Regions from separate parts of the Rattus norvegicus genome. Here region 2 is linked to region 1. A link is a contact called in public Hi-C data. All regions are on one chromosome and are shown on one strand. Each heading gives the region's core, a stretch centred on a gene start, on an enhancer-like site or on the middle of the called end of the contact. The rest is flanking DNA. Distances are from core to core; before and after follow the strand shown.

Region 1 (3,012 bases), core at 174-2,673:
TCATTTCAGGTGGGTCAAATCCATGTCCTCCTTTTCGGATGTACTCAGGAGAGTTGAAACTTAACGCAGAGAGCACAACGCGGATGCTTCACTTTTGCATCTTGCTCTATTTTGCCTGCCATTATGTACAACTGTGAAACCTGTCTTACAGCCTTGCTGGGAGGATTATCATGTTCTTGTTGACTCCTAACCTCTATGGTCACCCTAAGCTCAACATTGTGAACATCTATACCCTCCCCTTCTACTTTAGGTCAGTTTCTTGACCTTCGCACGGCCATGCTGCTCTGTTCCTCCTTAAAAATTGTGTCTCCACCAAGTGACTCAAGACACTTACATACATCCCCAAACCCTTACAATTTCATCTTGAATGGTTTGCCCACTTCACTGTCTCCTTTGCATTTACTCTGTCTAGCTTCACTCACTCTCTTGTAGATAGGTCTTGCTGCCTCTGCTATCTCAGTCCAGAGACTATCCATCGACATCATGTTTCTTGGCTCACAGGTTAACTTCAGTGTAGCAGAAACAAACTTTCTATGAAAGAGGTAAGAGTTTTCTTAGCTAAGTCCATGAGTTCCCTTTTCTTGTTTCTGATTCTCTCCCTCCCAGTTTCAGGAGTTAAACCCACAGTCCTGTACAAGCCTCCTTCTATATTCATTCTCTGTGTTATTGCTCCATGATTTTGCCCACACCATTCATTCTTTGCATTTTTTGATTTCATTTTTTGGTCAAATGTCAAGCTATTAATTGTCTCACAAAACCAAAGTCATGCATTACATCCTCTGGAAACAGCTACCCATTCATTCTCTTAGTCAGTCCTGAGAAAAGCCCCTCTGTTTCTGAGACTCACTAATTTCATTGGGATGTTCACTATACATTTTGTGGTCAACGTATACACATTTTTTCCATAATAGCTTTCTGAGTTCTTATTGCCTTTTAAACATGTATCTCTATAACCCAGCACATAATACTTGGCATGTAGTGGGTCCCCAGTAAAAGCGAAATAACCAAAGACAGAGTAAAGTTAGGACCAAATGATGGTGGTCCACCAAAGAATCAAACCACTGTGAAAGACATTTCGTTGTTGAGTAAGGAAAAATTTTCAACCCTCTCACCCCAGGGCAAGCATTACATACCACCGTGTAAAAAATTCTCTCAAAGGTTGCTTCTCATTAGCCAGTGAAATCAGAGACACAGACCATCTTTCCAGCACAGACATCTAATTTTATTTAGAGTTATTATGTACTTTTTTTACCCACAGACAGAAACAGGGTTTTCTCGAAAGGTTGCTAGTGTAGGCTTCAGTGACATTCGGCTCATTGTACTTTGAACAAGCAATGATTCATCTCCCTAGATCTCAACTCTGGGCCTGTTGTAGAGCTAGAGACTGTTCTGAAGTTCCTTTCATGTCCAGCAAGGCTGGCTGAGAACGGACATGAAAGCTGTCTAAACACTCTAATCTATTCCCAAACCTCAGAAATGCAGGCTTCACACTCTCTCTGTTCCTGCTTATGAATCATCAGGCTGACAAGTCAGATTCATAACATTAAACCCCAGCCGATGGGAGTCAGTTTTTCCTGCATCCACTTGTGGAAGGCACGGGGTTCCCTTGCAGATCTGAACTGCTTCTACTAATGTGGATGTAAAGTTAGAAAAGGCTGAAAGATAGCCAGTGTTTATTTCCTTTTCCCTGGGAAGAACACAATTCATTTTTTACCATTGAGAAGTTCTCATCCTGCTTCCTTTAAAGCTGCTTGTTGCGTCATTGTTAAAAAGTCCATTAATATCCCATTATTGAGCTGTTGCTACCCTGGCCTTTATTATAATGAATAATAACTCTCTGTAGCTACAAGGCACTTTCCTTCGTGGATCATCCTGCTTAGCCTAATAAAAGAAATTAATCAAGCTACACCTTTAAGGAAAGCATTAAGCTACTCCATTGCAAACGCAAATTGTCTTTGTTTGCTCCGATTGCAATTGTGTCTAGCTTTCTGAGGAGGCGTGTTAAAAATACCAGGGGAAATTTCAAAGAGGCCGTTACTTAAACAGATTGACATGTCTTTTCTCAAACATCTTTAAAGTGTTTTTGAGATACTGATACAAAGACAGATACACGCTCCTGGAGCACAACAAAGAGATTGGTGTGTGCCTTGTATACGCATGTAAGGGTACCCGTGTCTTGGTGCAGTGCACATTTTCAAACACTACAATAGGACTGGATGGTGATGCTCCACTGGCTCAGCTGAGGTGACCCATGGAAGCCATGGTCTGGAAATATTTCCCGATACCTTACATGGGGTCCTTTCTTCTATGCCCTGTCTTCTCCCTACCATGACTCAATGCATGAAGGAACATAATTACTGCCTTAAATGTATATGTAAAGAATTTCCTAATATCTAATGATATTAGACTCTTTGTAGTATCTGAATTTGCCTTCTGTCCCACCTGCCTGTTTTTCCTACTGATATGTTGTTGGTAGGCTAAGTGCCAGAGTCCATGTGACTCATGAGAATTAAGTCTTGTGAGAGTTCTTCTACAGTAGATGTTCTCCATGAGTAAGCTGCTACACACACACACACACACACACACACACACACACACACGGATGAAGGCACTTGCTGCTAAGCCTGAGACCTGAGTTTGAGCCCCAGAACCCAGATGATGGAAGGAAAGAACTATCTCACAAGTTGTCCTCTGATTTCTACAGGCACTGTGGTGTATGCATGGCTAGGTACATCATACATGGTGGGGAAAAAACTCTAGAGACTAGTTTTCCAGAGGTTAATCCTAATCATTCAGAGATACATGCCTGACTTGTCACAGCAATGTATTTTTATAAAACAGTGTGTAAATATAGACTTAATTTTATTGAAAATGTAATTCCCAATTATGAAAAGGTGGACATGACTAAGACCCACATTTATAGCAGACATTTCTAATTCCCTTATGCAATCCAAACACTCTTCAGTCAAACTAAGTAATTGTTACTCTCCATGGTATAGATACAAAGATGTC
Region 2 (3,072 bases), core at 319-2,818, 150 kb before region 1:
AAGCACTAACCAAAGAGTACACATGGAGTGACCCATAGCTCCAGTATGTATAGCAGAGGATGGCCTCATTGGCCATCAATGGGAGGAGAGGCCATTGGTCCTGCGAAGGCTCAATATTCTAGTGTAGGGGAATGCCAGGGAGGGGAGGTGGGAGTGGAGCACCCTCATAGAAGCTGGGGAAGGGGGATGGGATAGGGGGTTTCTGGAGGGAGAACTGGGAAAAGGGATGACACTTGAAGGTTGGCTCCATCAACAAGGTTGATCATCTGTGACTCCAGGGTGCTCCACAGGAAGCAGCTTATTCAGGGCTAGAGAATAAGGAATGCAAGACAGAGGTATAAATAATTTTTATCCTAAATCATAGATCAATACACGGGCTCTACATAGATGATTTTTACATACTTATTAACAATTTTTTAAAAATCTTAGAACATACTTAATTTTCATATGTGTTTAATTGGATATAAATTGATGCGGATCTATCCATGGCTTATATTGATATAAATAGATTTTTTTGTTGTTGTTGTTTAGTTTCTGGTAGACACTATGTTTAGAATTAAACATGGAAAAATATTTTCTTTGTCCTGGAATTCCAGCTGCCTTTTCTGAAGAGATCATAAGCCCTTCTTGCGTGTTACAAGTTTTGTTTACCGAGAATTGTCGTCATGAGGGCAATATAAATGGATTCGGGACAAATGGACTGAGTAAGTTTGAAATGTGTAGCATGACACATGATGGAAAAGGTTTAATAAAAATATTTTAGGTTTTACTAAAACCCAAATATTTAGGCAATGTTCTAAGAATGACTTCCTACCCCCAAATCCACACTGTTGTGTCTATTCCACAGTTAATGACTTGTTGGTGCGATGTATGTAATGGACGTTGGTGTTCTCAAAGCATGTTGTATTCTGTGACCAAGTGGCATTTAAAGAAAAACACAAAAACAGTCAAATAAGCCAAAGGCATTCTGCTTCGCTCAGCATGTATAATGTGAAGTTCATTGTTCTATGGGAACCCACACTATTTATAGTTAGCTTGATGTGTGGGTTTGACAAGCAGCCATCTGGGGCTCCGCAAGAGGCCACTCTGAAAATTCAAACCTTCAATAAGATGAAAGTGTGTGCATGAGTATTTCATTATCCCTGGACAGAAAAAAATAGGTGTCCTCAGTCTTATGTGAAGTTCAACACTGAGACAGGCTCTGTGACTTTACAGTTCCTCGCATTCACAGAATATCCACGCTACTGAAATGCTTCGAGACATCTGGGGGTGGGGGTTGGGGGGAATCTAAACCAGGATCACATGTCCTCTCGGGCTTCTGACTGTGGCATTCATCTGACATAATAGAGGCTCAGAAACACAGTGTGCCTTCGCTCTGCAGGAGTTACAAAGCTGTTCAGTGTAGGAAAGCAGCCGGATCTCTCTTCCCCCAGCCAGCAAATGAAAAACACCTGACACTTGCGAACTGTTAGTACATGATTTGAATGCCATTAGGGGCTGCTCCTACACGGTTCCTATTACAGCTGCCGAGTGTGTAACCCAGGAATAGCACTCACGTTGTGTTTGCTTTAGAAAACGCCGTTGATCCCTCCAGGCGCTCTGTTCCCAAGTACTCCCACATGAGGCATAGAGTCGGGGAAAAGAGAAGCAAACAGATCTGTCTTACAGAGAGATTATTCTATAAGGAAATATTTTTCCAGGCTGGAGAAATGGGCCGTACACCTCCCACTCGGCTGTAACTTGTAAAAGACAGCTTAGGAGATATTTTATGGACACATCAAAACTATTTGTGCAATGTGCCGGGCTCAAATTCCAGGAAACTACCTCCATGTGCCTGAGAGTTTTAATAATGTTTGACCTAGGCTTTTTGTGGGGGAGGGTTGTAATAGAAGTGCTTTCCTTTAGGAAAACTTGCTTAGGGTTTTCTGAACTACTTCTGTACTCATAAAACTCAGGGATAATCTTTCTGAGCATTATAAAGTCCTTGCTTTTCTTGGATTTTCCTTCAGTGTCGTTTCAACATTTTAATTTTCTTCCTTTATCCCTTTTTCCCAAGAAACTATCTTAACTTCTTTTCTCTATATATACAATTTAGTCTGGGTGAACATTGTGTTTTTCTTTTTAGGAGTAGCTAAGCTGATGACTGAACTTGCTCTTGAATAAAAGAATGCATCATAGAAATTATAGGTCTTCATGCTTAAGTGACAGGCACTTTACCGACTACGCCATTTCTTAGGCTGGCAATTATGGTCCTCTTATGTGGATTTTCATATGGTTTACTAAGTGGGACACAAAAGGATAATATCATTAGTGAAGGAATGAAATTAAGTGTGAAATATGTCACACCTGTCAAATGGTTGCAAGGAAGGGTGGTGAGAATTACTCTGAGAAAATTGGAATACTTTGTAAATAAGCAATACTAAATTCCGGTGTTGAAAGGAAGAAAGCCCGACCCTCAATAAACTTATATATAAACAAAACATTTAATGATTGCAAAATAATCACTGAAAAGATCTATTGAGGACCTTCTATAAACGGGATCTGGTGCTGGATGCTGGAGTTAGAACAGATATGAAAAGGAGCGAGATCCCTGGGCTAAGAGTGCCTACCTGGGAGTATACCGGGCAAGCAACAGTCACTTCCTCTGAAGAGTAGGATTGAAGAGGGAAGGAAGACAGACATAGGTGCCTAGAAGTCAGTAGAAGCATATGATTTTGTAGGCAGTAACAGGGGATGATTTCTGAAAGAGAATGTTTAGCTGGCACCAGGCAGATGAATGAGAGAGAGAACAAGAAAGAGCGAGAGAGAAAGAGAGAGATTTCTTGGGGTTTCTATTGCTGCAATAAAACACCATGACCAAAAGCAACTTGGAGAAGAAAGGGTTTACAGTCCTGTGTCACAATTCTTCATTGAAGAAAGTCAGGACGGAGAACTGCAGGCAGGAGCTGATGCAGAGTCGATGAAGGGATGCTGGTTTTTAGCTTGCTCCCCCTGGCTTGTTCAGCTTGCTTTCTTATAGAACCAAGGACTACTTGTCCAGGAGTGGCACCACTCCTGAGCGAGCTGAGGCCT

Evidence for each region. A called contact is a pair of places that touch in the nucleus more often than the background predicts.
Region 2: a contact with region 1 is called in a Hi-C map of Schwann cells, with 2.3 times the contacts expected there. The contact joins two enhancer-like sites. A contact is called at or near these places in 1 of 12 Hi-C or Micro-C datasets (Schwann cells) and 1 of 1 datasets of contacts at active chromatin or transcription factors (oligodendrocytes).

The regions. Positions count from the first base shown.
Region 1 is chr18:51,292,237-51,295,248 of GRCr8, reverse strand. No RefSeq gene overlaps it. Among named protein-coding and RNA genes, the nearest start is that of Zfp608, 690 kb to the right of the region's middle. Within about 2 kb of position 1,423, at least 30 of the 93 cell types and tissues checked have an H3K27ac peak or open chromatin away from gene starts, as enhancers often do. A contact at or near this core is called in Schwann cells, where this site is marked.
Region 2 is chr18:51,445,042-51,448,113 of GRCr8, reverse strand. No RefSeq gene overlaps it. Among named protein-coding and RNA genes, the nearest start is that of Gramd2b, 640 kb to the left of the region's middle. Within about 2 kb of position 1,568, at least 62 of the 93 cell types and tissues checked have an H3K27ac peak or open chromatin away from gene starts, as enhancers often do. A contact at or near this core is called in Schwann cells, where this site is marked.